Linked DNA regions of Hordeum vulgare: region 1 is linked to region 2. A link is a contact called in public Hi-C data. All regions are on one chromosome and are shown on one strand. Each heading gives the region's core, a stretch centred on a gene start, on an enhancer-like site or on the middle of the called end of the contact. The rest is flanking DNA. Distances are from core to core; before and after follow the strand shown.

What was found. A called contact is a pair of places that touch in the nucleus more often than the background predicts.
Region 1: a contact with region 2 is called in a Hi-C map of leaf, with 7 times the contacts expected there. The contact joins the promoter of LOC123410615 here to the promoter of LOC123406944 in region 2. A contact is called at or near these places in 2 of 6 Hi-C or Micro-C datasets (both in leaf) and 1 of 1 datasets of contacts at active chromatin or transcription factors (embryo).

Annotation. Positions count from the first base shown.
Region 1 is chr7H:548,731,563-548,736,407 of MorexV3_pseudomolecules_assembly, forward strand. It overlaps LOC123410615 (MORC family CW-type zinc finger protein 3-like), which reads left to right and starts at 1,254. Exons shown (of 18, transcript XM_045103558.1): 1 at 1,254-1,429; 2 at 3,077-3,134; 3 at 4,037-4,118; 4 at 4,733-4,845. The coding sequence starts at 1,427.
Region 2 is chr7H:548,432,878-548,437,629 of MorexV3_pseudomolecules_assembly, forward strand. LOC123406944 (cell division cycle protein 27 homolog B) reads left to right here and starts at 2,016. Exons shown (of 16, transcript XM_045099962.1): 1 at 2,016-2,365; 2 at 3,515-3,587; 3 at 3,664-3,773. The coding sequence starts at 2,261.

The DNA.
Region 1 (4,845 bases), core at 4-2,503, 300 kb after region 2:
TGTTCCAACAACTCAACATAGCTAGGACAACACTCAAACACCATGTCAAGCTCATCCGGGTCCGGATCAATATTGCCTTTCAAAAAGGCATCCTTGTCCACGTGATGAACATAACACATGTTCTTTCCATCCCTAAAAAATATAAACAACACGACATACAATATATTGTATAAGCAACCATCCAAATACTACAAAATCTGCATAATCATAAGAACCCCAATCCTAACATCCAAACAACCCTAATCCTAACCCCATCATACCCTAACCCCAATACAACCCTCAATCGTACATACAAAGAACCCTAATCCTAACATACAAACAAGTGCAACAAAAGCATACACATCCTAAAATTCATGAAGAACTAGGGTTTACTCAAATTTGTAAAAAAGTGAGCAAATGAGAGATTTTTTTTATGAGTGGGAGGGGATCGAGGGGAGATTACCTTAAGGCCTTGTTCGGTTATTCCTCCTCCCAAGGGGACTGGAGAGGATTGGAGGGAATTTTGACTTGTTAAGGATTTAATCCCCTCAATCCCTGCCAAATCCCTTTCACTTCCTGTCAACCGAACAAGGGCTAAGGGAGGGATTGTGTTTCAAATCCATGGACCAAACCTTCAGATCTGCAAGATTTGAGGAGGGGTTTGAGGAAGGGGGAGAGGGGAATTCGAGGGGGGCCTGTCTTTCTGTTCTGGTTGATGGAGGTGAATGGGAAGAGGGGTGGGGGAGGCCGGCCCGCGGGTCTCATAAGTGTCAGTGTGGCGCCTAAGGGCTCGACGTCACACATTACATGTACGACGCCTTTCACTTAGGCGTCGCATTACTGGATGTGATCGGTCCGCCATGGGGCGTCACCATGACCGAAGGTGTGATGCCTTTACGTGAGTCGTCACACGGTGTAATGTGGCGCGTGACTGCGGACGTCACACAAAAAAAATCACCTGAGTGAATTTATTTTGAACGCAGTTTATGAATTTATTTTGTTCATGGATCAATTTTGTCAATTTTACCCGTGAGGCGATACACAGAGCGAAGCACTCGAGCACGCCCACACCTGAACCGATCGCGACAACAAGAGACGCGACGAAAGGAAAGATACGATCCTTCTCCGCCGAGGCGAATGAAAGCACGCACGCACGGACGCCCCGGCCCCCACATCGGCCGAAACGGAGACGCCCAACACCAGGGGGGGCATATCGGTCATTCCAGCAGCCGTCATCATCATCGGCATCACAGTAGAGCGGCGCAATCAACACACCGGGGGTTTTAGCGAGGCAACCGTTCCGTCTTCCTCTGCTCCCTCCCCGTGTTTACCAGCACTAAACAGGCCGCACCCACCACCCCCGTCCTCCTCGCCCCGAGCCCGGCCCGCGACCTCCTCAACGCCGCCGCCGCCGCCGCCGCCGGAACCCGCTCCCGCCGCGTCGCCAATGGTAATGCCTCGGTAACTAAGAGCCCTCGCTCCGCTCCGCTCCCCCCCCTCCCTCGACCCGCGCCGCGATCCCCGCCGCGGATTCCGCGGGGCGTCAGCGCCGACCGCGGTCCGCCGCGGGGTTATCGTTGCGCGACGGTGCGTGCGTGCGGCGCTACTCTCCTGGTCCTAGGGGTTGGTTGGGTAGTTCGTGGGCGGTTGGGGTTTGGGCGTTTGGGTTTTTGAGACGAAGCGGGTGCTCCGCGCCGTTTGTGCGGTGCTCGACGGCCGATGCGCGACTCGCGTGCTCTGCAAAGAGATTCCGGGTTCCTTGCTCGCGTAGTGTTTCATGCGTCCCCGCGGCATGATTTTTTTCCTTGCCTTTTTGTCTCGGCCAAAACAAGACAAAAAGGAATGGGGGCTCCTGTGCATTAAATTCCCTCTCGTCCCCGAGCTCTTTTCTGGTTCTTTGAAAAATACCTTTTCCGGCAAATTGGTCTTCGCTTCTCCAGGGCCCGCACGGGAGGGATGATAATCACGGGCACCACAAACTTGCGTGCTCCCAATTTGTGTGCTCTGCTCACTTGCTTTCTTCACTTTGTGTGGAAATGCCTACTTGAGACAGGGAATGGTTTTAATTATGTTAATTATTAAGCGATGGTCTTTGCCTTGTGTGCTTCGGGGTTTGAATCGAAGCATGAACCTGCTTTTGGTTGTGAATCTTGAGTATTTTCATCCTGATCTTGTTATGCGTGGAATTGGATAATTATCTTTAGTTGCATGATAGGGGCTTTATTCATGGCCTTGGTGCTGTATTTGGTTATTTTGTTGCATCTTAGTTCCAATCATTTGGAGGTATATGGTGCTATTATGTTGAAGCTTGGGCTCAGTTATGTATTTGGCATTAGTGTGTGTATGGTATTTTGGCCTTTGGGGCTTTCGTCTGCCAGGTCTTAGACAAGATGGTTCGCTTGTATCATCCGTGTTCCTTGCGGAATACAATATAGGAATCATTGTGTTACTTGGCAGCGTTGCTTTCCCATGTTATTAGAAGGATAATCATCTAGTTCCCCTGCTGCCTTATCTAGAAAGAGTAGTTTGGCTGTGCGCATCCTCGAGCCACGGGCCCAGAGTTGAACTGGTTGCACATGAAAAGGTTCCATTATGTGAAAATCTAAAAAGAGTAACTATGCTGCATCTGGGCAACTAATAATGCTTAGGAGTGGCTGTCCACGTGCTTCGTTTGATCGTTTCTTACTAGGACTTTTTTGTGGTGCAATTTGTGGATATGGGATCACTTTCTTTCATCTATTTGTATGCTTAACAATGACCCATTATTATTACTTCAGAATTTTTATGAGTATGTATGCTCTGTTCATGCTCTTAACTGTCTGCTCTTAGGTAGGAATGAGACATCCCCGCAGATTAATGCGGACTGCACCCCAGCAGAGTCTCCGTGGGGATTTGAACGCGGGTGGCCGGGTTCAACGACCTGAACACCAGCCACTGAGCTAGCCCTAAGTTCTCACTTTGTGGTTTACTTGTATTGTTGTGTTTAACTTCATGGGCAGCATAGGCTTGACTGTAGTCTGGGCGTATGTGCATTAACATACCGCTTTGAAAACAATTAGATATGAACTTTTAATCTAATGTGTGTTGCTGTTTCTAGGAGGCGAAGGAATGTGTGGAAGGGATTGATTTGAATGAGCCACCACACAAAAACCGAGGTACGACTGTTGAGGTTATAATGAACGATGGATCCTTTTGTAGATTCGATCTTACTTAGAGAAGTTGAGAAAAATTGACCAACCCCACATGATGTTGTACTATTTGAACTTGATATACTTCAAAGTCACACCTGTACTTTTATTTTTTGATAGTCTACCACCTATAATACTAAGTGCATACTGACTGTTGTGGTTGTATACTTTTAGTAGCTTACCCATGGATAATAAACTTGGATAATAGCTCATGTTAACACATGCTAGTTGCCTAATTTATTCATTACTAACTTATGATTTTCCGAAGGTAGCTGTAAAAAGCGAGCAAAACCTGAAAATAGAAGTTAGCAGGTATTAATTTGTACAGATTCAGAATTTCAGATAGAGAGATGATTTTTAGTCTAAGTAGAATTAGTCCGGAGTTTAAGGGGTGAGAATCTGCAAATCTATAGTGTGGATTGATGGAGTTCAAAACTTATACTCCCTCCGTCCCAAAATTCTTGTCTTAAGTTTGTCTAGAAACGGATGTATCTAAATACTACAACGTGACTAGATACATTCATATCTAGACAAATCTAAGACAAGAATTTTGGGACGGAGGGAGTATTAAATAACATCAACATATGTATCCAGTTTTTTTTTTACTTGAGCTCAACATCTCCTATTATGAATAAATTTTGGTTTTTGCTGCTTTTTGCTTTTTCATTGGAATATGTCATACTGTGTGTGCTACTCCCTCCGTCCCAAAATTATTGTCTTGGATTTGTCTAGATATGGATGAATCTAGTCACTTGTTAGTATCTAGATGCATCCATATCTAGAAAAATCTAAGACAAGAATTTTGGGACGGAGGGAATACAATATAAGTGCTCCAAAACTTCCATGAAGTGCGTATTTTCTTATGGTAGGTGTCAGGTTGAGCCATGTACTGCTGCAAAAGGATTGTAAGAATATATGCCGCACAAAAGCTTGTGATGTTTCAATAGAATTGTAAGTTGACCTTAATTTTCTTGACTGGTTACTCTCGTGTGTACTTTGTATACTAGCTTGGATCAAAATTATTCATGTTTTCTGTAGCATATTGTTGCTGACGAGTCAATTTATAGTTTACACTGTTGATGGGTGGGCTTTCCACTGCTGTTACAAAGCGACTGCGGTCATGATCATGTTTAACACTAGCCGCATCCACTCAAAAGTTTGCTTGGATACACAATTATCAGATCCAATTCTTCCAGCTCATATCAAAGCGTATCCAAACAGGCTCTGGGTGAAGTTATGACTCGCCAAATTAAGAAGCTAGTTATTGCACAGGAGAACATATACACCCCCCCTCCCCCCCAACCCGCGCGCACATGCCTTGTTAACATATTACAACGATCCAACCTCTAATAATTACAATTATGATACCCCTGGTTTTGTGAAATATACAAACCTATTGAACTAGGTATCCCAAGGAAATGTAAGCAGAGCAAAAGGGAGTTTTTTTTTTCAAAATTACTGTGGGAGCACTCTCTTTTACATGTTTTTTTTCCCGCTTGGCAGAAGGTTGTACCGGCATTCTATGATGTCAGAACACTAGAATAATTTTATGCTTTCCTTTACAGGCCCTCTCTTTGGTCAATTAGTAATTTTGTGTCAAGTAAGGTATACGAGCTGAATAATTTCACGAAATTTTCACTGTATCCTGATCCAGAAGATGCTCGCCAGAGTAGTGAAT
Region 2 (4,752 bases), core at 766-3,265:
TACGATGCACTTGCCCAAGGCGGTTACATCAAGTTGATTCGCGAAGGGTACCAAACTTCCTTCGCCCCTGTCCTGAACTTTGTGGTAAGTGTGCTCCCCTATGAAAATTATGAATTCTAGTGGACCTATTCACTTGCACTTATTTGTTGTCATTGTCTTGTGATCATAGCGCAAAGAGGTCAAGAAAAAGCTGATGAGTCCGAAGATATTCTAGATAACACACCTGGAGGACAAAAGGGAGAATCTGCACTTCGTCTATTCATAAAGGTGTTGTGTCATTATTATTATTTTGCCCATGAATGCAACATTATAGGTTACCTAATATATGTCATTTATATTTGAATCTAACAGGAACAGGGCAAGAAGTTACGGCGCCTATCCAACATTTTAGGTTGCCGTGACCCTGAATATGTTTCACCTTCGACATCCGGTTCATCCGAAAGAAATACTCTTGACGATTCAGCTTCTTCGGGCGCTCGTATGGATGATGGTGACATTACCTCGGCGGCTAATACCCAAAGAAATACTCAGGAGGATGATGTTGACACTCCTCAGGTATGACATAGCCATACAATTTGCACTTTCAACCTTCAGCTTTGAACCTTCAAATTTGAACTTTCAACCTTCATATGTATTAGGCTGCGGACGACATGACGTTGAAGGCTTTCCAACGCTCCGCTTACATGTTGAAGCCCAGGAAGGAATTTAAGCGCTACTCACCGGATGATTATGCGAAAGGAAAGAATCCGGTGGCCGGGGGCTCTCGTTTGTCAAGGATGAGAAGCATGGACGATGAGGTTGAGGATGACGATGACGATGAGTCGGATGACCCGGAGCAATTTGTGGTTGCGAGAAGGAAGAAACTAGTATCCAAGAGGGGACGAGGCCCCAAGTGATTTGGAGTTGGTGTTGCACTTGTCGAGCTGAACTATTTACTTTTATTGTGAACTATTTCGAGTTGTGAACCATTTAGTTGTTGTTGCACTTGTTATGAACCATTTAGTTGTTGGCTATGATGATGATGCCAATAATTGTTGCACTTGATGATTCCTTGCTTTCACATATATGATTGCTGTCAAAATTGCTTTATTGTTGTCTAAATTGCTTTATTGCTGTCAAAAATGCTGTTTTGATGTCTAAATTCAGATTCCAGCAGGTTTTCACACGTGTGACGCTTAAGCCTTAGGCCCACACATGTGAGGTGTGGCGCCTTAGGCTTAGGCGCCACACATGTGAAATAGACTGGGGGAGGGGGTGGGGAGGGGGGCTGGGCCGTGGTTGTATAAGTCCATGTGTGGCGCCTAAGCGTTAGGCGCCACACATTACAATGTGTGACGCCTGAGGCTTAGGCGTCACACTGCCTAGGGGGTGGCCCCCTCCCTGCCACGTGGTCGGGGGTGTGGCGCCGAACACCTAGGCGTCACACAGTACAGTGTGGCGCCTAGGTGTCGGGCGCCACACAAAAGGGTCAGGCCGGTGAATTATTTCCCCCGCGGGGTCAATCCGTGAGTTCTTTCGCCCCAGGGATCATTTTTGTCAATTTTGCCAGCAAAATGATTGAATATATACTCTAAAGTATGTCTATATACATCCGTATGTAGTTCACTAGTGAAATTTGTAGAAAGACTTATATTTAGAAACGGAGGAAGTATGTGTCATGCATGTTAATAAATAGATCATCTATGATACTAGTTTATAATACTATATCAAATGATATACTATGTGATCATCTTCACTATGACGAGCCTTATTCTTGTGTCCGTGGCTGTCCTGTCCAGCCAAACGCGACTCCAAAAGTTTGATCCAACGTTCACATTCCGCGGACCGAAAAAAAAAAACGTTCACATTCCGCACAAACCTGCCCCACGCCACACCCGCACAGTTCAAACAGAGAAGACCAGGCCGGTCCCACACGTCACAGACTCACGGACCGTGGCACATAAATCCACCCTAGGCCCGTACATACCCACCCCCTACGCCGCCGCTGTGCACAGCACATCACCGCACATCAGATCAGAGCCAGCCAGACAATTCAAACCGCACCGGGGAGGGGCGGAGGGCTCCACGCTCCCTCACACCCACGCCGCGCTGCTTCCGGATTCGTTCCAATCCCCCACCAGTCCAAAATCGCACAGAAAGGTCTCGAATCCAAATCCACCCGTCGCGATTCAAACCAGCCACCCCCCGCTTCTCCCTCCCCTCCCCTCCTCCGCCCCTGCTCGCGCGGCGCCGCCGCCGACTCCTCCTCGCCGGGCGGGCGATGGAAACCCTAATGGTGGACCGCGTCCACAGCAGCCTCCGCCTCTTCATGAACCGCAACGCCGTCTTCCTCTGCGAGCGCCTCTGCGCCCAGTTCCCCGCCGAGGTACGCCCCCCCCCCCTCCCACCCACCCCTCCGGGCAGGTAGGCGTTAGATCGGGCGTTATGCTGGCGTGGGGCTGCGGCCTCACCGCGGGCTTCGCCTGCGCGGTTCGATTTAGCGTTTATTTTGGTGCTCCCGAGGGCGCCGTGAGCTTGGGCGGTGGGATTCGGGCTAGGGTTTATCGAGTCTCAGCATGGACGACTTAATCTAGCTGTCTGGGAAATTGTTTGAATTCGTTTGTAACTGGAGCAGCGCATATGAATTCGTTTGAATTCGTTCTGCATCCTGGAAGGGAGACTGTTTCACGGTTTGCTTAGGCGATTTTAGGGGTGAATGGATACGGTAATGTGTTACTCTATGGTGAATTTCCCTTGTGTAAATCTCTAGGCAGCAACTGTAGAATTTGTAAGCTATCTAGTAGCTTAGATTAGCTACTACTATATGTCCTCGCAAAAAAAGCTACTACTATATCTGATCCATCTTTTCCCGTCCTTTTAGTAGCTGCGGCATGTGGGCTTAATCACCCATTTACCTTTCTTGCTGTAGTTTGCACAAACTCCAGTAATCAAGTTTGTGTAAATCAAATATTAGAGTTTCTGGTATTTATTGTGTATCGCATTAAATTTTTAGCAGTGACTGATCTGAAGCTAGCTGAGGCATACACAATTGCCTGACATTAGCTGACTCTCTATCGCGTGATCTAGGATATTTGCTAGCGTGGAGGAGAGAGAGGGAGAGTGTGTGTGTGTGTGTGTGAGAGAGAGAGAGAGAGAGAGAGAGAGAGAGAGAGAGATGATACAATGGACTCTTAGAGCCTGTTGGATCCTCTCCACTCCGCAACCCCCTTCCCGGAGTGTGGGGAGCGGCGAGAACGCTCTAACTCTGACTCTGTGGAGTTGAAATTGTGGACTGTGGAGCAGAGTGGGCTGCAGTTTAATTTCGCAGAGCAGATTAGTGGGCTGCACGCTCTCATCTCCACTTTAGTAGCGAAGGTGAGAGGGGGGGGGGGGATGATCAGATAAAAGCATATCCAACAATGTCAAAATTTGAGAGATAGCACCTTTTTCTCAAGAGATATATACCAAAACCATTATCTAAATCAGTTTGCAGGTATATTGTACTAAATGTGCTTGCCCTTTCTCCTGTGTACAGACCAATGTGCAGTTGCTAGCGACTTGCTACCTTCACAACAACCAGCCCTATGCTGCATACCACATTTTGAAAGGTAATACCATTTTTCTGTTTTAGTTGCCAAATTTTTTCAAGCGCTTTTTGGTCAATGCTTTCTATATGCTATGTAGGTAAGAAGCTGCCGGAGTCTCGATACTTGTTTGCTATATCATGCTTTCGAATGAACCTACTGCGGGAAGCTGAAGAAACCCTGTGTCCGGTCAATGAACCAAACATTGAGGTATACAGCATGGTTGTGTACATGATATGTTTCCGTGCTTCTGAAGTATCCCATTCTGCGATCGTAGATTTGTCATAAGTTTGCCCAAATCTCGAGTTTCGTTCTGAACTAGGGGTACCATGAAACTTATTGTTTCTACCATGAAACTTTATTGTTTCTAAGAAAGAGCATTTTTTACCTGCTGTCTCGTAGTATCCAGAACTGGAACTAGAAAGAAGGGGTCTATTTTGGTTTCAACGATTTATGCCCTAAGAATTAAGCCTATAACTTAGAACTACCTCCGTTCCAGAATAATCGAATTTCTGGGGGTTTGTCACAAATCAAACTTGTTTAAGTTTGACGAAGTCTATAGAAAAATATATTAACATCTAGAACATCAAGTCAGTCTCTTGAGTTTCTTTATGAAATATATTTCTGTACTATGTGTGTTTCATGTTGTCGATCTTAGCACATTTTAGAGCGGCCATACTTCAGCAAGGATGACAGACAAACCTAGAGCTTCAATTAGTTTGGAACGGAGGGAGTACATTCCAAAAGTTACTTGAAGAACATTAGACCCTTTTGATACTTATTGCCTATTGAAGCGACTGTAACAACTATGCCCTTTTAGTTCTTGCAAGTCGTGCATATAATAAATTATGTATCAGATAAACATTGACAGTGTGTGATTAGTACTTGACACTGCATGGGATGGTGCAAACTGCAAAGACATTCTTCTCCTTTTCTTTTATTGGGGCATGGCATTTTTCTAAGATTGCTTGCGAACTATTTTATTCTACAGGGGTGAAGTAATGGCTAGTGGATAGAAAACGGAAAGGCTAAAAGTCTGACGTCAGATTTTTAGGCATGGCAAATCGAACGTTTTTATGGCAAATTATGTTGTCATGAGAATGGCAATTTCCTTTAGTAAGCATGGCAATTCCTGACAAAAAACTGAACATGGCAGGATTTGCCATGCTTGCTGCCATATTAGGCGTTT